Regions from separate parts of the Cyprinus carpio genome. Here region 2 is linked to region 1. The links are chromatin contacts, called in public Hi-C maps. All regions are on one chromosome and are shown on one strand. Each heading gives the region's core, a stretch centred on a gene start, on an enhancer-like site or on the middle of the called end of the contact. The rest is flanking DNA. Distances are from core to core; before and after follow the strand shown.

Evidence for each region. Hi-C and Micro-C count contacts between places; a contact is called where the count stands out from the background.
Region 2: a Hi-C map of liver shows a contact between it and region 1, with 8 times the contacts expected there. The contact joins the promoter of taok3a here to the enhancer-like site in region 1. A contact is called at or near these places in 5 of 8 Hi-C or Micro-C datasets (liver, red blood cells and skeletal muscle).

What each region holds. Positions count from the first base shown.
Region 1 is chrA5:10,065,970-10,070,134 of ASM1834038v1, forward strand. taok3a (serine/threonine-protein kinase TAO3) reads right to left here. Exons shown (of 20, transcript XM_042753420.1): 11 at 125-292. Among protein-coding and RNA genes, the nearest start is that of pebp1, 18 kb to the left of the region's middle. Within about 2 kb of position 2,027, at least 1 of the 8 cell types and tissues checked has an H3K27ac peak or open chromatin away from gene starts, as enhancers often do.
Region 2 is chrA5:10,123,568-10,127,732 of ASM1834038v1, forward strand. It overlaps taok3a (serine/threonine-protein kinase TAO3), which reads right to left and starts at 2,234. Exons shown (of 20, transcript XM_042753420.1): 1 at 1,815-2,234. It overlaps suds3 (sin3 histone deacetylase corepressor complex component SDS3), which reads left to right and starts at 3,584. Exons shown (of 12, transcript XM_042753458.1): 1 at 3,584-3,855. The coding sequence starts at 3,744.

The DNA.
Region 1 (4,165 bases), core at 777-3,276:
AGCCAGATGCAACAACAGGAAGCACTTTGACCACTATGAAACTCACACAGGCGAGTATGAAGTCAACATGTGTGTATGGCACTCAAGGGGGCCTTTTATTTCTCAGAGTATTTCCTGTACCCACCTCCTCCTCTTCCTGAGACTCCCCCATTGGGCCGTTGTGTTTCTCTTGGTAGAGGATTTTTTTCATTTTACGGTACTGCAGGTTGTCCAGCTCTCTGACAGCATCCTTCGTTCTCTGGATCAGATCGATGAGGACCCGTGGAGGACGCTCTCTCCTCACAAACTCATGCTGGAATGGACAAAGACGACAGAGAGTGCATTTGTAAAATGAATTGTTTTTGCAATTTTAACCATGCTAAGGCTAATGAAAAGAGCAATACGTGGTGATCAAATGTACAAACACCGCTTCAGTGTGTAAACATCCTGATCAATCAGACTTCACCCTCAGGTTTTGGGTTTTATGTCAATTTATGGCTCGCTAAGAGGAAAATGTGTTTTTATTAGGCCCTGTGTTCACCTGAAAACCACACAAATTGCATTCATTTCATTAAAGAAAATATTTCAGGAGTAAAATTTAGGGGGTTATGCATGATGCAATTCAACTGCCATGAAATAAGCCCACAGTCTCAATCCTCTCAGCATGCCAGATTACTCCTGAATTACGTCATTTCGTGCTTGTCCTTTGCTCACTAGAGGGTGCTCATGTGTAATGTGGCCTTGAGTGGACATATGCCATATGGAGGAGGATTTCTGACATGGCTGGCTAAATGGGGACTTGATCTGACCTCCTCAATGGAAATAAAAAGACAACAGACTCGAGTTCAAATGGCTGCATGTGTTAACTGGGTTCGCAAAATCGTGCTCTGTAAACCACAAACCAAGAGTCTTTGAAAACAAATTGGTCGTGCTGCAGTTCTTTCCATTACTCAACCGGGCCAACTGGGAGTCATTTATTTATTTGGGAGAAAAATGTTAGAAGGACAGTCCAAAATCCAAATCAATCCCTGTCCGATTACTCGGAACAGCCACTCTTGAATATTTACGGTAAATCCTCCTTTTGAGACTCTTTACAGGAACTTTTCCTCTAAAACATGCATCATGAAGATCTTCTTTTATGCACCTACTCTAAAACTCTTCATCTTGGTCAGTTTTTTGTATTTCCAGTCATAAACCATTCTTGTAAATTTGTTCAAAGTAGACTGGTTCCATGTTTTTGCATGGTTTTGTTAAGTTAATGTTATTCATTTGACTATATCTTTTACTCTAAAGAAATAAGCTTTCTTATTGGACTGTTTGAGGTGGACTGGTTAATTCTAAACATGTATTAACTGTAAAAATAAAACTGACTGCTCTAAATTCCACTTTAAATACATGCTATTCATTTTAATTTTCTATTCATCAAACAATCCTGAAAAAAAAAAATATTGAGCAGCACAACAGTTTTCAACATTGATAAGACATGCTTCTTGTGCACCAAATCAGCATATTAGAATTCTGAAGGATCATATGACACTGAAGACTGGAGTAATGATGCTGAAAATTCAGCTTTGCATCACAGGAAAAAAATAATATTTTAAAACATGTCAAAATAGAAAGCAGTTATTTTAAATTGTAATAATATTTCAAAATATTACTGTTTTTGCTGTATTTTTGCAGCCTTGGTGAGCATAAAAGATATCTCGCCAACCCAAAACTTGTGACTGATTGCAAAAGCAAAAATGTTCAAGGTGAACTGGTTATTTATAAATGTTCATTAACAGTCAACAAAAACAATTTTTCAGTCCTCTGATAAAATCTAAACAACTCCAAAGCATAAACCCTGCTTGGAAGCCTAATCAACATTGGTTCACCCTTTGATTGCTTTCATTGACTCTTGATCAATGTTAACCAGTCTGGCAACATCCATGGAGAGTGATTTGGAATGGAATCACAGATTTAGTTAACAACACATTTAGTTTAAGCAGGTCACGTCTGTGCTGCGAGTGGGTAAAACACTGCAGAGCAAACGGCTCAACCATTAAGCTCGGCAAAGACAGTAACAGCTAACAGCTCGGCTTCCCGATGATAACATAGATAAGCATTCACCACTCTAAACTGGCATCTGTGACTGACCAGCATGGGAGGAAACTAATCTACAGGATTATCCCATTTAAATGGAGGAAATTACATAATCTGAAGTCTTGCAGAGAGCCAGCTCTAACTGTCAGATTGTGAGTGATATCCACTGCTCGTTCTCAATTGGCAAGACCTCTATAGGTCAAGAATTGAGGTGGATTTAGACCCCATATGAGATTAAGACAGCAGTTGGGACGTGGAAAATGGTGGGAACAGAATAAATGAATGCTAGACTCAGATTAATGACCTCTTTTCGGTCTTAAGGAGCTTGGAAGGACAGTCTTGAGGTATTAGACCAAAACTGGGTCGAAATTAATTTTTCCCCCAGTTTTAACCTCTGCATGGACTAGGTTGCAGAAAAGACCAGTGGCGTCTGCAGCTGTTCGGCTGTATGAACCATGAGCTCTCAAACTGATCTGAGAAAGGTTTTCCATGAAATTATCAGTGATCATGCATGACCCAAATTTTGGATGACCGATTCATTAATTATTATTTTGGGTCAGTTTTTTCTTTTTAGTGAATTGTTTGCAAAACAGTCTGAAACAACTCACATTTGTTCAGACCATTCTCTCACTGAATCATCTGAAGTGGTTTCTCAGTCAGTAAAACAGAAAGACAATATCAAGATACACAGAGAACAAATGGCACTGGATGAAGTGAATATTCACCCACAAAATTAAAACAAAAGGCTACTTTTTGAGAGGTAACTTTGAGAAAATTCAGCCACTGCTGTGTCATGTGAAAAAGCAGCCATTCATGGAGAAAGTGGGTCCATCTGTGCTGGTTTTCAGTTGTTTTCATGTTGAACATGCACTAGATGGATGTCTTTGGTCATTTTGTTGCTTTTTGCTGCTTTTTAATCTCAGGCCATCTGTGATATAGATGAGTTTCTTTCTTCATCAAACAAAGCTATTATGGTTTATAGACTTGTATTTTGGCCAGAAGAGACTGTTTAAAGTTAAAATTCCTTACTGATGGATTTGTGTCATACAAACACATAGATTTTCACTTCACAAGATGTTAATTAATGGACTGGTGTGTCAATGTGGATTACTTGTGGATTATTGTGATGTTTTTATCAGCTATTTGGACTCTCATTCTGACGGCACCCATTCACTACAGAGGATCCATTGGTGAGCAAGTGATGAAATGCTACATTTCTCCAAATCTGTTTCCATTAAGAACAATCTCCTCTACATCTTGGATAGCCTATGGGTGAGTACTGTACATTTTCAGCAAATGTTCTTTTTTTTTCTTTCCCCAAAAAGTCAGATGAAATCCTCAAGGCACACATGGGAAAGACGCCTGTATCCCATTCCACCCCGGGCCGCCCTCCCCTTGTGAGGTTGTGCCTGAAGTGCATGTCTAGCATCGACACTAAGCTCTCAGGGCTAAATAGGATTACCTGTGACCACCAATGAGATCAACCATAACCTGTAACATGCACCCACACAAACAGACCCATACAATGCACAAACAAACAAACAAACAAATCACATTGGTAACACTATCCCTTAATGATCATGTATCCAGCGCTTCCCTGCAGCCAATAATCAACCATATCCCAACTGTACTGCTACATTCTATCACACATTTATTTTGGTGATGATTTAAATCCATAAGCCTCCCACCACAGCATGATATCACGAACATTAGTCACCGCACAGCAATATGTCCACCTACAGTCCCAGTGATTCGGTTGAGAGAAAGTCGTGGTTATATTAGTTACGTTAGACACGCACAATCAAAAATTTCTCCTGCTTTTATTAACCCTCCAAGGATGTAGTTGGCACAGGAAGTGAGCAAATGAAAAAACAAAGGCAGAATGACATACTCTGTGGGTTGAGCGCTTGGCTGTGCATAAGAAAACGTGTATGTGTGTGAGTCAGCAGGGATGGATGAGTAAGGAAGCCATGAGGGCAGGAAGTATTGACAGATATGGCAAAGAGGAAGTGCACTAACAAACTGCACAGGGGCGTCTTTATCTCTGCGAAAGTGCAGATATTGACGTTTTTACAAATTACACATGGGTTTGGGAATGTGTGGG
Region 2 (4,165 bases), core at 984-3,483, 58 kb after region 1:
GGAATGATTCATTCGGACAAACACTGACAATTCATCAGTTGAGTTTAAACAACTCATCATGACCACAAGACAAATCATGAAGAAAATGCATAGAAATCGTCAATAATTAGCCTGTAACTTAGCCTTTATGAGAAGATATACTGTATGACTCACATTTAAGATTTTATAATTCAATCGCGCCAGCTGCCATCACTACTATCATCATCACTTATATCTTTACAACAACAAATGAAGCCAAAAACGACAATAGCCTACTAGTTCACATACAACGCCAAATAACGGTAGAAAAATGTACCTTCATCCTCATGGTGAGATGTTTCTATCCTGCGCTCCTCATGAGCATATAAACTTCATGATGATCTCCATCCGACAGAACAAACGCTGCATGTGTGTGAAAGAGACGCGCGGCTTAAAATAGCTACACAAGGAGCGGGGGCTGAAGACGAGGAAGAGCCAAGGACACCCATAAACAGCCCAACATGACATCAGCCCTCACATCTCTGTAGATGTCAAACTGTATGCGATTTCATTTTAACGACTGAAGTGCGTAGCGTCTTGCATTATAAACGAATAATGCTTCTCACGCGCCCCCTTTTTTTTTTTTTTTTTTTTTTAAATATGTCCGTAGCTATGCATTGAAGTTATACGAATATGAAAGTATTGAGGATCTGCGCTGCAGAGGAAGTGAAAGTTTGGGTGGTACAGGGCTGAGAACAGTTTAGCAAACTGACTACCTTTGCAAAGCGACAGCAGGTGTTAAGTTAAAATAAATCAACTCCGTCCTGACATCCGGATCCCTGAGTCGTATTTTATTATTTTTGCATGACTTTGAAATGAATGTGCACGGATATATGTTACGCAGAACCTTTGACAGTTTTATCCACGAAACACATGGAAATGCAGTAAATGATACTGACCTCTTTTCTGTAGCGTGACTGGTAGCTCAAGGGCGAAATTCACCGTCCTAAAGACATTTATTCCAGCCGGGAATGGATTGTTTTAAACGTTTTGGTGGCCCATTATCGCCTGTCTGTCTGTCTATCTATCAGACTTCCTGGATGAATAGCCGCGTGCGCATATAGTGAAGTTCACTAACACATATGGGCCTACATTCGCTCACGGAAATAAGTGCATGACATATTAACCCAGGAGTCTATGCAAAGCACTCTTATCCTCATTCTTCATTTTTGTCTTCATTTTCTCTCATTTCAATTTCAGTGTTCAAATGTTACATTTGCCAGAAATTTACTATTCACTATTAAAATGCAGGAAATAATAGCCTACTTTGCACTTTTAAAGAACTGTGTGTGTGTGTGGGGGGGGGGGTTACATTTTTGTGTTAGCAAGTCCAATGCTTTTCCAACTTAAAAGTGCAAAATAAAGTGTAAAAATTAATTGTGTCACATATTACAAAAACGATCTAGTATGGATATTAGTCTTTAGAGCACATGAAAACTTAACCATTAAAAATGCATGAAATCATTAAAGAATTTACGTATGTCAACATAGGCTACGTCACAAAAACAAAAATTCTGGATATACTGAATTTAATCTGGGAGTGTAAACAAACACTATGTATCACTTAACCAGTTGTAGTCAAGTGGTTCTACTTTATGAAGTCTAAGGTTCACCCAGGGAAAATCAATCGAGCGCAGAGCTAATCTATGGAGAGACGAATAGTGACAACAGATACGATAAAGACGCTTTTAATTCACGGCGCAGCATATCACAAATATAAAATACCCCTGCAAGACAAAACAGTTGAACTGGCAAAGCCACAATAAATGTGAAACCCAAGAAAAAAACGGCCTTACCAAGTCAGCGAAGCTTTATCTTTAATCCAGGTCCAACTCCATAGAAGTCCGGTTAAAAGCAAATGTCTTCAGGCGAATGAACGCTCTCCTCAACGATGAACAGTACAAATCCACCTTATTTCTCCTGTAGCCCTTGTAAGCTGGATTGTTGGGGGAAATAAACTTCCAAAGTCATTGCAATTGGCGTCTTGGTGCTCCTACACCTGAAAATGCATCAACCTTTTTTATTTTCAACAGACGTCATGTCTATCTCTCCCGTCAGTGTGATGATAAAACGTCCATACAGGTCGTGTTATGATATCCAGAATAAAGACTGTACTAAACCCCGCGCCACTGACAAAGACCCGACAAGCGTCTCTCGCTTTTAAAACCCCATCGTACCTGCTACAAGGTAACAGCACTGACAAACGAGCTCACGAGTACAGCTTTTAAACTCACCGCCGCCGCCTGCCGGTCGAGTGAGGAACAAGTCATAAAGACACAATAGAGATGACACAGTGGCAGATTCCAGAAGGGGTATGATAGGATTATAAACTAGTGTAATGATAATTAGATCGAGGATTTAGCGTAGATTACCTCGCATGGCCAGTTAATTTAATTTTTTACACTATTTATGCGTACCATGTGTCTGACCAAGCATGAGTTGGATCAATTTTTGCTGAATCTTACCGTATTGTTAAACACCTGTTATTCCAATCTGTGAATCTAATAGCTAAATGGTCACCTAACAAATATATTTTATGATGATTTTATAATTATTATTATTACAATTAGCTATTATTATTAGCTATAATTATTTTGTTGTTTTGTTATTGTTGTTCTACCTATTTTATGTTACACAGTTTGTTTCTTATTGTAATTTGTATCAAGTTTCTAATTTGATTCTTTGCTATTATTTGTTCTCTAATGTCTTTTATTATTATTATTATTATTATTATTATTATTATTATTATTATTATTATTATTTCTAGCAGCAGCAGCAGCGACGGCAGCAGTAGTATGCCTGTTTTATGCAACACAATCGAGAGATGCTGTTCCAATACAATTTTAAATACATATCTAATACAGATTTTCTAGATTTTATAAATGAGTCAGTATCACTTATTTCACTTACTACATGCTTGCTCATGAGGAAAACATAATTGGCATTTATGATGATAAATAATTACAAAAAAGTGTGTGAAAACATGACGAATACATGAACTTTGCACAGTGAATGAAACCAGTAAAGCCTATTCAAACCAGTCTGTGGAATGGAAATGAAACTCAGTGTGCATTCAAAACAATAAATATTACAGACAAATAATGGCACTAAATCACTGATGAGCATGTCTTATCTTGTATGTCTTTTCATAATGACATTAATACGCTTACCTGACCGAGATAATAGTGCATGACTGAAGGGCAGAAGTGTGTAGCCTACAGACAACTTCAGATAATATTCATGTTCCTTGAATGATAATAACAGCAATACATTTGAAACGCGGAGAGACTACTCTCTCTCTCTCTCTCTCGCTCTCTCTCTCTCTCTCTCTCTCACACACACACACACACACACCCTTAAACAAACACTAACTAACTCGCTCTCTCTCTCTCTCTCTCTCTCTCTGTCTCTCTCTTTCTCTCTCTCTCTCTCTCTCTCTCGTCTCACACACACACACACACACACACTCTCTCTCTCTCTCTCTCTCTCTCTCTCTCTCTCTCTCTCTTACCATTTTCTTCTTTCCCTTATGTCATACTTGCGGACAAGCTGTTCAAACTTCATTTCCCAGCATGCATTGCTCGAACACCTCCACCAATCAGATTCCTCGGCCTACCCTCCATTGAAAAAAGAGGCTCGAATCGAGACTGAAAACGTTGTCGATGCAGTGTGAATGTTTATACACAGGCATTTCCTGCAATATTATCAGTTTTTGAATATAATAAATGGCCTCGACTTTACTGTCACCCATGGTGGATTATTATAACGACGAGGAGGAGCTAGACAGTGTGGATGAAGATGAAGATCGCAGTTTCAGAGGCAGAGACTCGGAAGAAGGTGATTACGCACAATCATTTAAGTTTATTTACCTTTTAATCCCATTCACGTATGATTTATGGATTGAAAGACACGTTTCATTTGTTAATGAGTCAACTGGCTGTAGATTGGTAATGAAGTACTGGCTCTGTGAAGAGTAAACATGCAGGAAAGTGTGCACATGTGTGTCGAGGTGTTTTGTTTATTTTAGAGCTCGCTGGCTTTTTGCAACCTCGTCTGCATGCGTATAGTGATATTTTTAGACCGAAATGATGGCTGTGTAAGCATTTAACTGTATAATGGTTATGCATTTTCTCACAGCTGTATGTGT